Regions from separate parts of the Mus musculus genome. Here regions 1, 2 and 3 are each linked to region 4. The links are chromatin contacts, called in public HiChIP or PLAC-seq maps. All regions are on one chromosome and are shown on one strand. Each heading gives the region's core, a stretch centred on a gene start, on an enhancer-like site or on the middle of the called end of the contact. The rest is flanking DNA. Distances are from core to core; before and after follow the strand shown. Region 1 holds the start of Clmp (CXADR-like membrane protein). Region 2 has its middle 28 kb from the start of Gm39319. Region 3 has its middle 50 kb from the start of Gm39319. Region 4 holds the start of Gramd1b (GRAM domain containing 1B).

Region 1 (2,700 bases), core at 9-2,508, 230 kb before region 4:
TGGTCCCTCACAGGTTCACAAACCTCCTCCAGCTCTTTCCATGTACCCCTTCTGTGCCCTGGCCCACAAAGCTGCCAGGTCCAGCCCAGGAATGTCAGCCAGCCTGTGTCTTAGGGCACCCCTCCACACCCCCATCCCAGCCTCAGGAGACCCGCCTGGTCCTAAATGAGGACCACCCAGAAGGGCTCTTTCTGCCCCGGAGCCAGGTTCAGGAGGGGCAGAATATGCTTTTCCCTCTGTTGCCTCCTTTGCTGCATTGGTTTCAAGGACTCCAGGCTCCCTTCTCTCAGGCTTGTCTTCACATTCCTGTCCTCCGTTCTCTCTGCTTCTCTGGCTCTTTCTTTCTCTCCTTCCCTGGGTCGCGTTCAGCCTGCATCTTCTGGGGTCACCTGGCTTTTTGGTGCTTCTTTCACCCTGCCCTGTTTCCCTCTATACCCTTCTCTTCTTCCTTCTCTCCTCCCTCTCCCTCCCTCTTCCCCTTCAACACATCTGTTTCTAATCTGAGCGCTCAGAGGCGCCTGTTTGAAACAAAAAGCTCCCCCCACCCTCAAAACCTGGCACAGAAAACCCTGGATGAACCTTCCCTCCCCAGCTCTCCACTTTCCCCTGGTACTCCTGAAACCAAACCACGCGCTTGAAAAGTACCCTCTCCACGAAACGGTTCTCCGCCAAACTCCACCAGGAAACGCCCCCACCCCGTAGCTGGCTGGAGGGCCCAGATGTGTGAGACATTTCGATGGCCGACTGGGCGGTCCTCGGCTGCCAGATGCGCCCCTCGGTGGCGCGGAGGCAGAGACCGAGTGGTTGCCGCACTCCGGGACTGCGGGGACCACGGTGCTGAGGGCGGGTCTCCACCCAAACGCAGGGTGGCGTTTCCCCAGGGCCATCCAAACTCCCGCCCTCCCCAAGGCACTCACCTAGCCAGAGGAAGAAGAGGGACATCCCGATCTCCGGACACGGGCACTTCCCGGCTCAGCGCAGCCTGGCTGCAGGGCGACCGAGCCCAGCCGACGGACCTTCTGTGAGCAGGGCGCGGCGCCTCGGGGTGCGCGCGGGGGGCTGCAGCCATGTGCGGGCGCTGGCCCCGCGCCCGGGTCCCCTGCGCGCTGCGCTCCGGGGGCACCGAGGGCTTCTAGCCCTGGCTCCACCAGCTCGCGCCGGGACGGGGGCCGGGCCCAGGGTTAGGGAGGAGAAGGCGAGGCGGCAAGGAGCTACCGCTTCGTGGAACACTTTTCCCTGTTTGGAAAGAAAACCGACTGGAGAAAGAGGAAAAAAAATGAGCTGGAACCACACGGCTGCCTCCTACCGCAGCCCCTCCCTCCATCCCTCCCCTCGCCCTCCCTTCTCTTCGCTCCCGCCCTCCCTCTCTGCGTTTGGGGTTAGCTGCTGGGGCTGCTTTACCTCCCACCCGGGAGGGAGGGCCGCGGCCCGGGGTGATCGAGGGGGGCGCTCGGTGCCAACTGATGCGGTGCAGGAGAGAATCCGCAGCACTTGGGCCAAGAACCGGTGGATGCGGCCTTTTCAATTCTGTCTTTTTTCTCCTTGATCTCTCTAATCTCTCTGCTCTTTTGTATATTTTTGTCTCTCACAATGCTTTATGCCTCTCTCTCTCTCTCTCTCTCTCTCTCTCTCTCTCTCTCTCTCTCTCTCTCTCCTCCCCCTCCCGAGGATGACTGGGGTGGTGGTAGACAGGGTCGCACTCTGTAGCTCTTTGTTGGTCTGGAAGTCTATGTAGACTAGGCTGGTCTCGAACTCACATAGATATACCTAGTGCTGAGCGCATCACTACACCAGATCTTGTTCCCTTTCTTGCTCTTGTCTCCTCCTTTCTTCCTCTCTCTTCTTGTTTCCCCCAGCCTCTTATTTCTCTTCTCCTTCCAGGTCTGGTTAGGTCGGTATGAAATCACTAGGGGCACCATATAAATAGTTTGTGCAGTACTGGGTTATTAAAACAGTTCTTCAGGCTTCCTTGTTTGGACCCTTTGCGGCTCACATGTGGCCTTTGCATTTGCTATTCATAGTCAAGTGCTGTTAAATCCGCATAGAGCTGAGCCTGCCACTCTCCTAGAGAAGTGGGAATCCAGAGTTCAAGGAAACAGTGATGCCTTAAGCTGAGGCGGGAGGATAGTCAGGAGTTCACATCCACCCTGGGCTATTTAGTGAGTTCCATGACAGCCCGAGCTAAGTGTAACCAGCCTTGCAGGGATAAAGAAGTTAGCGCTAGACACTTGCATCCTTCAGCCTGTCCATCAGACTATTAAAATAATGAATCCCAATAAGCTGGACTCCCCCCCCCCCCGCCCCCAATCTCATGTTGGGAGAAGGAAGAGTCTAATGCCTGGGTCAGCCAGAGAGAAAACTTTTTCCTTGAAAAGAATTTACAATTTGTCAGACCAACTTACTAGAGAGACAGAAGCAGGTGATGGGCAGACCACTTCCTGATTGGGAATCTGTTAGATATGAACTTGGGTTCTACTTAAGCCTTAGTCCAGAACACAGAAGATGGATTGGGGCAGCGGGCCACTGTATCTCTCTCCCTCTTCTCAACGAGGCTGATGAGATTGAATAAATCTCCTTTTTCTGTCCCACGAACACTGCATTGGAGGTGGGCAGAGGGCAAGAGACTGGTGGGCCCCCAGAGGAGAGCCTGGAGCCAGTCGCCCTTGGTGCTTAACCTCCTGTGAGGAAGGACCAGAGAAG
Region 2 (2,700 bases), core at 93-2,592, 180 kb before region 4:
ACGCTGTGAGCTCTCCCGTCCCCTGGCCTGGAATGCTGGACCAAGACTAGCAGGCTCCCTCATTTCAGCTGTGAACAATTTGGATGGAGCCATGTTGGCTGAGTCTCCACTGGTTCCACGTGAATAGGGGAGCCCTACTCATCAATCTGGGAGCCCTTTCCTTCTGGGGAGTGTCATCTATGTCAGATCCATCTGGACACCCCAGCAGCTTTTTCTTTTTTTTTCCTAATGTCTTTGCCAAGAACAATATTTACCACATTGCGATGTGAGAAACTAGGGCACGGAGGGAGAAAACTGAGCGTTAGTTTTGGCCCAAGTGTGCTCATGATATTATTGGGTCCATTGAACAATTTATTCTTCACTCATTCACTTTCTCAACTATGTCACAGAGCTTGAGATTATCTATGCATACCAGAAGGGTGCTGTGGGACTTGTCACGAGACTTCCTATGCCGTGAAGATGAGGTCACACGTGGCGAGGGGAGAGTGTAGTCAGTTGCAGGCCTACTGTGTAAGCTCCAGGACCTTGGTGCAGTGGTGTGAATCTGTAATTCCAGGGTTGGGTGGATCCCTGAGGAGAGGCCAGCTGGAGAATCAGTGAAGGACTTTATATCAAAAACAAAACCAACCAACCAACCAAAGAAGACAGGAAACAACTGAGGAAAACATCCAATGTCAATCTCCAGCATTTCCTAGTTCCACCGAGCAAAGTTCACTGTGGAAAGCCCTCCCCCAGTTCTCTTCCATTCTTTATAGTTTACATACTATGCTCTGGGCTTTAAAGCACTTCTGCCTGGAAGTAACTTGGGTCAAATAACCCTGTTTCTTCAGTAGTCGGGCTTCAATAATGAGTTCTATTATTTGATTTTTTTCAAATTAATTAATTAATTAATTAATTTTTTGAGACAGGGTTTCTCTGTATAGCCCTGGCTGTCCTTGAACTCACTTTGTAGACCAGGCTGGTCTCGAACTCAGAAATCTGCCTGCCTCTGCCTCCCAAGTGCTGGGATCAAAGGCAAGCGCCACCACCGCCTGGCCAAGCATGAGTTCTAAATGTATTTTTTCCAGTTCCTGTGGTTTGTGTGTTCAAGTACCCATCAAGTCCCTATGTTTAAACTCTCACTCCCAAAGTGATGGCATTAGGAAGTGGGTGTCCTTAGGTGGTCTTAGCTGGTGAGATTGTGGGTGTGTGTACAGTGTGAACCCTCTCTATGCCTGATGAAGATACAAAGAGATCGCTAAGGAATGAGTCCTCACCAGACCCTGGAGCCACTGACACTCAGTCTCCTATGCCACCCATCCCCCCACTAGAAGAAATAAAGCTGTGTCACTTGAGTCTAAAGGTCTCCCTACAGCAGCCCCAGCGGCCTAAGACCTATGATTACAGCTCATCTGCTGTGGTGGCTCTCCAGTCCTCCCTGGGATGAAATCTTTCACTTTCATTGTCTCTAAGCCTCTAGGGAATTGAAGGGTATCAGATTGGTGGGAATGAAATCCATAGCCCGGGGGCAGCGGGGTCCCGCAGGCCTTGACCCTCTGCGGCACTTAGACTAGGCGGAGATTTCCCCTCCCCCACCTGCCTCCCGATCCCCGCCGAGAGGCAGTTTTTGATTCTGTCCTTGCCTGTGGCACAGAACTGGAGAGAGCAGCACTGGAGACCGTGCCCCTGGCTCCCCCTCTGCTAATAAATGTTTGATTGATTCTAAATGAGCTGTCACTATGCCTTGGAGTGAGAATCAAAAGCAGTGTCATCCGCGGACTGTAAAGTGACAGTCACGTGACCAGGCTGCCGCTCCGACAACAGCAGGGAGGAAGATGATTTAATTATGGGGAGGGTGAAAAGACGGAGGGGATGGCTTCTGGGAGGGGGAGGGGTTTCTGATCTGTCTCAGGGACCAGCTTTGTTCTGCTTTTTGACAACCTTTCACTTTTTTTTTTTAAATAAAACCTTCTTATTATGCTTTTAAAAACAGCACTGGTTTTGTGTCTCTGGTTCTCTTGGGAAAGAGTGACAAGGTGTGACCATCTGTCATCTATAGAAGCCTGAGTCCTGAGGAGCTTGGGACAATTCTCCAAGCAGGGAGTATTTCAGTGGGTTTTTTTATTTTTATTTTTATTTTTTTTTTAGTTTGTGTGTGTGTATGTGTGTGTGTGTCTGTGAGAGCACGTGTGTGCATGTGTGTACATTCACACAGAGGCCCGAGGTTAACCTCTGGTTCTGCTCATTGAGAACCACCCATCCTGTTTTATGAAACAGCTCTCTCACTGGGACCAGGGGCTCATTCAGGCTGGGTGGCTCGTAAGCTCCAGGGGTTTACCTGGCCATGACTCCCCAGTACTGAGATGAGAGGGGCAGGTCACCGTGCCTAGTTTTTTAAGTGCTGGGGACCAAGCTTAGTCTTTATGCCTCTGTAAAGGAGCTTTACCAGCTGAGCCACGCCCCCCAGTCCTATTTTGACTTTGCTTCTGATGGTTGTCTCAGGTTGCAGGTGAGAGATGCAGTCTCTGGAAGGCAGCACCAGAGACTGGCTACCTTCTTGGGATTCTCTGTAGATGCTTTTCATTCTCCATTCCTGAGGCCTTGGAGCAATTAGCTGCTTAAATTCCGTTAGCCTCATCTGAAAAAAACGATGCGACAGCTACCCACCCACCCACAGGTTTGGATACATGTGCTGCCAGCTGCTGCTGTATCCATAACTCC
Region 3 (2,700 bases), core at 116-2,615, 160 kb before region 4:
TATTCCCCTCCCCATCCCATCTCCTCGGTAGCAGTAGCTATGTTCTGAGGCTTGCAAGGTGAAAAGGACGGGTGGATGTGAAGTGATTTCAAAGGAATAAAGTTCTCCGGCCGTAGTTTGTACAGGAGCCGTGCAGACATCCATTTTAATTATTGATGCGAAGCCCTGTCACTGGTGAGGAGGAAAGGGGCTTTCTTTTGTTGCACACGTTCTATGCACTGTGGTCCACACACCATTTAACCCTCACCATCCCGTGGATTGTGTTTCAGATCCTTCCCTAACAGCGGATCTGCAAGATTAAAGAATTAAGCCTGTATCTGGCTGCCTCCAGTTGCTGGTAATAGCCAGAAAATGTTGCTCATTATGCTTGTTTGCTCTGTGCTTTATTAAATATTATTTTATATGATTATGTAATTAAACTGTGATCCTCTGAAACCGGTCATTTTAAAAGCGGGGGAGGGGAGGGCAGCTGAACAAAGCTAATCAAAGAAATGCTTCATTTACATTAATCCTGCTGGGAGACTGTTCGGGTCATTTCTCTGAATACCCGGGTGACCTTGCTTAGCTTAGTGTAAACATTAGGCTGCTTCCCGTTATTAAACCTCTGCTAATTCAGGCTCCTGATGCAGAGCAAATGCGCTATTAATGATAAATGCAGCAATCACATAAAAGGCTCGCTATGGGATTATAAGAGCAGCCGGATTCAAGCTCCGGTTTCCAGTGTATCTCCGTATTACTGACCTAAGTTGATAAAGGAGAGGGTTTTAGGAGGATGGTTGCAGAGACCTGGCCTCTGAATTAGCTCTGTACTAGTGCCACCTAGTGGCCATGGTGGGCTCCAGCAGGTTCTTCATATTTCTAAGGGTTGGGCTCTGGGGCTCCGCCTTTCTTAGCTACCCAAACTGGTGTTTCTGTTCTGTTTTGTTTTTTGTTTTTTAAAACAAAGGCACTGGAGCTACTTGTGTGATAGAAGGTGTATGGCGCAGTCGTTTACTTCAAATTGATGCAAAAATTTAAGTACCTGAGATGGTGAGTTTGGAACCTTCGATCATTTTAGTATAGCTCAAGAATGCTGGCTCTCCTGCTCCTTTCCGACCCCTGATTCCTGAGGAACCCATCCGTACCCTTCTTCCACATCTTCCCACGACAGCGTCCTCAGTTGACACCACAGCCCAGAAGGAAAATGAGAAAGTCCAGTCGTTCCCCAGAACACTCACTCTGTCAATGGATTTTATTTTCTCTCTCCAGGTGTCTCTCAGCCACATGCCTGGCAGAGGCTGCTCAGAAATAATTCCTCAGCACTGCTCCTGAACGATGGGGGAACATCTGCAGTGTGCCGTGACTGACTAAGTGCAGAGAACACGCAGTTGGTTAGCTATACTTCCTCACTCAGAGAAAGACTAGAATGTGTGAGCAAGGAGACAGACTCCTCCTGCTACAATACACACCAAATGGGGTTGTCGTAACAGAGGGACAAGGGAGCCAGAGCAGGATCTGAAGTGGGGTTTGCCCTGGTTTTAACCCTGGATCTGTTACGTGTACAGTTGGAAAAATGATTGGTCACCGCAATTAGGAGTGAAAAGGGTGACACCGACTGTCAAGGCTCTGGTGTATCTTGGCATTACTGGGCTTGGTTGATAAAGGAGACTGATTTTTGGAAGGGAATGGCCATAGAAATCACCAGACCCTGAAAGACTACCGTTTTTGAATATTACTGAAAGACGTGCTCAGAGTGTATCCAAACCAAAGCACCTCCCAACAGTGATGTTCATGTTCAAGTCAGGAAACTAGAAAAAATGCCGATAACATGTATTTGTATATGTCTGTAGTATGTATGAATGGTGCGTGCACATGGTGTCTGGGTATGCATGCTCAAGCCTGTGCATTTGGGGCCAGAGCCGGACATAAGGGGTCTTCTTCTATAACTCTTGGCCTTATTGAGTTGAATCAGGGTCTGTCCCTGAACCTGAAGCTCACTATTTTGCTTAGTCTGGCTGGCCGGCCAGCTCTTACAATCTTTCTATCTTTGCCCCTTAATGCTAAGTTTACAAGCATGTGTTGCCTTGCCCAGGGTGCTGGGGATTTGAATTCAGGTCCTCATGTTTGCAGAGCAAGTGCTCTTACCTACTGGGCCATCTCCCCAGTCCAATAACAGCAATATTAACTGTATAAAGCTCCACATATATGCCGGCCAGAGTAGTATGTTTCCTCGCTCACTGTGATGATAAAATACCAACAAAGAAATTTAAAGCAGGGAGGGTATAACCCATCATGGTGGGGGAGTCCTGGTGATAGGGGTTCGAGGCCTGTTGCATCTGAAGCTTGGAAACAGCATGCTGAAGGCTGCAGCAGCTCGGCTCACTCTTTTCCTTTATCTGCAGCCTGGCGTCCTGGCCTGTGGAGTGGTGCCGCTCACACTGACGGTGGGCTTTCTACACCAATTAACCCATCTTGACACTCCCTGCCTGGGGTCCTGGCCTGTGGAGTGGTGCTGCCTACAGTTAGTTAGACTTTCTACATCAATTAACCCATCTTGACACTCCCTGATAGACACTCACAGAGGTTTGTCTCCTAGGTGGCTCTAACTAATCACATGTGTTTTCATTTTAGTTCAGCATCTGGTGATATAAGACTTCTTAATACACAGGAAATATGAGTCAATTTGGGTTTATATAAGCTGAGAGTAGTTACTCTTGCTAT
Region 4 (2,700 bases), core at 46-2,545:
ATATACTTGGCAGGACTAGTCCATATTTCTGTTCAGAGGTCTGAGGCCACAGTAAACGGTGTGACCCAACCCATTCCCCAGCAAGATGAAGCAGCATCACACAGTCTCAGGAATGTCCAAGGATGCACTTGACTCCCTGGAGTCTCTGAGGGTGGTGCACCGGCTAACTTCTCTCAGCCTCTTTGCCTTTCACTTATAATCGGGCTATAGTTTTGGCCAGGCCACACACCATGTATCCAGTATCTTTCCCTTAATGGTCCTGTGTGTCCTGTGTCTTTCCACCCTATCGTGTGTCTTTGTGTCCGTGTCTGGTGTCCTCAGCTTATTCTACAGAACTGTCTTTTCTTCCCAGCTTGCCATTTTGGAAGCAGCCTCCAGGAACTTTCCATTTTCCTTCTGATTATGTATGCCCTGTCTTCCTGGTCAGCACTCCAAACAACTCGGAGAACGCGCATTTCTTAGGAGAGAGATTTGGCTGAAAAGTCACCCAGTTTTCCTTCAACCCTGTATCTTGGGTGGTCTGCGAGGGAGGGCTAAATCCATTGATTCCCCTCCCCCAGGGGAAAAAAAAACAGGGAGTTTGCTAACCAGAGCTGCTTAGCCAATCGTTGCCTTGAGAAAGTTTGGATTGTGCTCCTATTTCATTAGGCTGATTGGAGCAGCCTTGACTCGGAGGTATAGTCCCTCCCCAAGGGATTCCGTGTACAGTTACAAGGCTGTCGCTGGCTGTCGCTGCCTGTGCGTGTCCTTTCAGGCTAGCAACCCACTCCCTCCTCAGCCCCCACCCCCCTCCACCTACTCCACCTTTTTTTGTTTTTATCTAGTGTCTCCCTTGCTCTCTCTCTCTCTCTCTCTCTCTTTCCTCTCCCTCCTACCACCGCCTCTTCTTCCAGTCCTCCACTCTCCTGCAGCGCCAAGCCGGCTCCCCAACGCAGTCGGCTGAACGCAAACCACTGAGAGTTTGCTGCGCAGTTCCCTGGGGTCCGGGGCCGCCGAGTCCCGCTAAGGCAAAGACACCGGCAGAGAGAGCAAGCGAGCAAGCGGGCGCAGCGGAAGACAAACACACGGGCACGCGAAGGGGAGCCCCAGGAGGGCAGCCGGGTGGCAAAGCTTGGCAGGCGACTGTCACTGCGTCCCGGGTCGCCTCTTCCCTCGTCGGACTGAGCGAGGAAGCGCGCTTCTTAAAGTTCTAGACCGCAGGAGGCGGCGTCCCCTTCAGTCCCCTCCTCGCGGCGCTCCAGGAAAAGGAACTTGATCTACTGGCAGGCTCGAGCCTCCCGCTGAACGTGAGAGGGGATAGTGCCACGGGCCCCAGGGTAGGGAGCCGAGAGAGGAAGCCTCGAGCCAGGCTGCAGGCGGAGGGCACGGAGCAGCGGCCAGGGACCCCGATGCCGGCGGCCAACATGATGGAGAACCTGCAGCTGCCCGCCCTGCAGGTGCCAGAACCTCAGGGCGCACCCGAGGGCAGCGCGGTGTGGTCCAGCTCGTCCACCCCCACGCTTCGCCGCCGGCGCTTTAAGATGCGCCGGATGAAGAACGTGCAGGAGCAGAGCCTGGAGGCGGGGTTGGTAGCCCCGGACCTACCCGGCGTCCTGGCCCCCGGCAAGGAGTTCCTGCAACTGCCGTCCATTGAGATTACGCCCTCCAGCGACGAGGACACCCCGTGGTCCAACTGCTCCACACCCAGTGCGTCCCCGCGCCGAAAACGCTTCCTGCTCCGCAAGTGGCTGAGGGTGAGGGAGCGGAAAGAATGCAGTGAAAGCAGGTAGGTTCCAGTTTCTCTCCAGCAGTCTTCCCCTGAACCTCTCGCCCCTCCCCAGGGCGGTCTAGGACCCTAGGGCATTCTGGTGGAAACTTCCGGGATCAAAGAAGGAGCTTATCGCGTCACCTTGGCGTCTTCAGGCACTGCCAGGGCACCAGGGCTACCACACAGCCTAGAACTAGGGACTTTACATTACTTGATGTGTTTGACATAGGTTCATGCTGCGTTTCATTTCTTGACCCTCACAGCAAAATGGCCAATACAGTGTTATCTTTTATTATCTCTTAAGCCCTTACTGTGCGCAGACTACTGTCTGTGGTGAGGGCTTCACCTGAGGATGGAATTTGGAGAAATTAGGTAGATAGTATTAGGCTATGATTCCATTGTACAGGTGGAGGTGTCGGGAGACTAGTGACAGAAGTTTAAGTGACGCCTCCACATGGACTTCCGAATCCCATTTCACTTTTTGTCATTTTCTTTTTCCTACACTACCCTGCTGGTACAGGTCCATGTTGCCTATGGAGAGGTGACGTATTCACATTTTCTACCACATCACGGACACATCTCACGATCGATCACCGTGCCAGCTTCAGTTTTGCTAGGGAGATGTTTGCTGTTCACATTCAAGAACTAGCATGAAGCTCACAGGGTAATGTGTGTGTGTGTTGCTTCAGGAAGTTGCCCATGGTGGCATGGAGTCCCCGCTACTCATGGATACCATGTCCCCTCTTCAATTTACTTCTGGACTCGGGGTATGACCATTAGCAGAGGTCTGTACTATTAGAGGGGGCGGGGTGTTGCTGTTATTGCTGCTGGTGGTAACTAATGGGAGTTCATTCACCCTATCATTTCACTTTCGTTCATTATCACTTATTGAGTGGGTCTCAAAAGCTCAAAAGTGACACCAGCAAGTGTGGGGATCTTGAGGGGGTCTCCAG

Evidence for each region. HiChIP or PLAC-seq counts read pairs in DNA pulled down with a chosen protein or histone mark.
Region 1: an H3K4me3 HiChIP or PLAC-seq map of embryonic stem cells shows a contact between it and region 4, with 2.5 times the contacts expected there. The contact joins the promoter of Clmp here to the promoter of Gramd1b in region 4. A contact is called at or near these places in 2 of 39 promoter capture datasets (cranial neural crest and embryonic stem cells), 2 of 115 datasets of contacts at active chromatin or transcription factors (bone marrow-derived macrophages and embryonic stem cells) and 1 of 9 other capture datasets (adipose tissue).
Region 2: an H3K4me3 HiChIP or PLAC-seq map of bone marrow-derived macrophages shows a contact between it and region 4, with 3 times the contacts expected there. The contact joins the enhancer-like site here to the promoter of Gramd1b in region 4. A contact is called at or near these places in 2 of 484 Hi-C or Micro-C datasets (bone marrow-derived macrophages and embryonic stem cells), 5 of 115 datasets of contacts at active chromatin or transcription factors (bone marrow-derived macrophages, embryonic forebrain, embryonic stem cells and 1 more) and 1 of 9 other capture datasets (adipose tissue).
Region 3: an H3K4me3 HiChIP or PLAC-seq map of bone marrow-derived macrophages shows a contact between it and region 4, with 4 times the contacts expected there. The contact joins the enhancer-like site here to the promoter of Gramd1b in region 4. A contact is called at or near these places in 4 of 484 Hi-C or Micro-C datasets (bone marrow-derived macrophages, cerebellar granule neurons, cortical neurons and 1 more), 7 of 115 datasets of contacts at active chromatin or transcription factors (bone marrow-derived macrophages, embryonic forebrain, embryonic stem cells and 3 more) and 3 of 9 other capture datasets (adipose tissue, embryonic stem cells and macrophages).

What each region holds. Positions count from the first base shown.
Region 1 is chr9:40,684,577-40,687,276 of GRCm38.p6, reverse strand. Clmp (CXADR-like membrane protein) reads right to left here and starts at 1,258. Exons shown (of 7, transcript NM_133733.5): 1 at 918-1,258. The coding sequence starts at 942.
Region 2 is chr9:40,637,478-40,640,177 of GRCm38.p6, reverse strand. No RefSeq gene overlaps it. Among named protein-coding and RNA genes, the nearest start is that of Gm39319, 28 kb to the left of the region's middle. Within about 2 kb of position 1,342, at least 94 of the 459 cell types and tissues checked have an H3K27ac peak or open chromatin away from gene starts, as enhancers often do. A contact at or near this core is called in adipose tissue, bone marrow-derived macrophages, embryonic forebrain and 1 more, where this site is marked.
Region 3 is chr9:40,614,691-40,617,390 of GRCm38.p6, reverse strand. No RefSeq gene overlaps it. Among named protein-coding and RNA genes, the nearest start is that of Gm39319, 50 kb to the left of the region's middle. Within about 2 kb of position 1,365, at least 63 of the 459 cell types and tissues checked have an H3K27ac peak or open chromatin away from gene starts, as enhancers often do. A contact at or near this core is called in bone marrow-derived macrophages, cerebellar granule neurons, cortical neurons and 3 more, where this site is marked.
Region 4 is chr9:40,454,359-40,457,058 of GRCm38.p6, reverse strand. It overlaps Gramd1b (GRAM domain containing 1B), which reads left to right and starts at 1,295. Exons shown (of 20, transcript NM_172768.2): 1 at 1,295-1,765. The coding sequence starts at 1,389.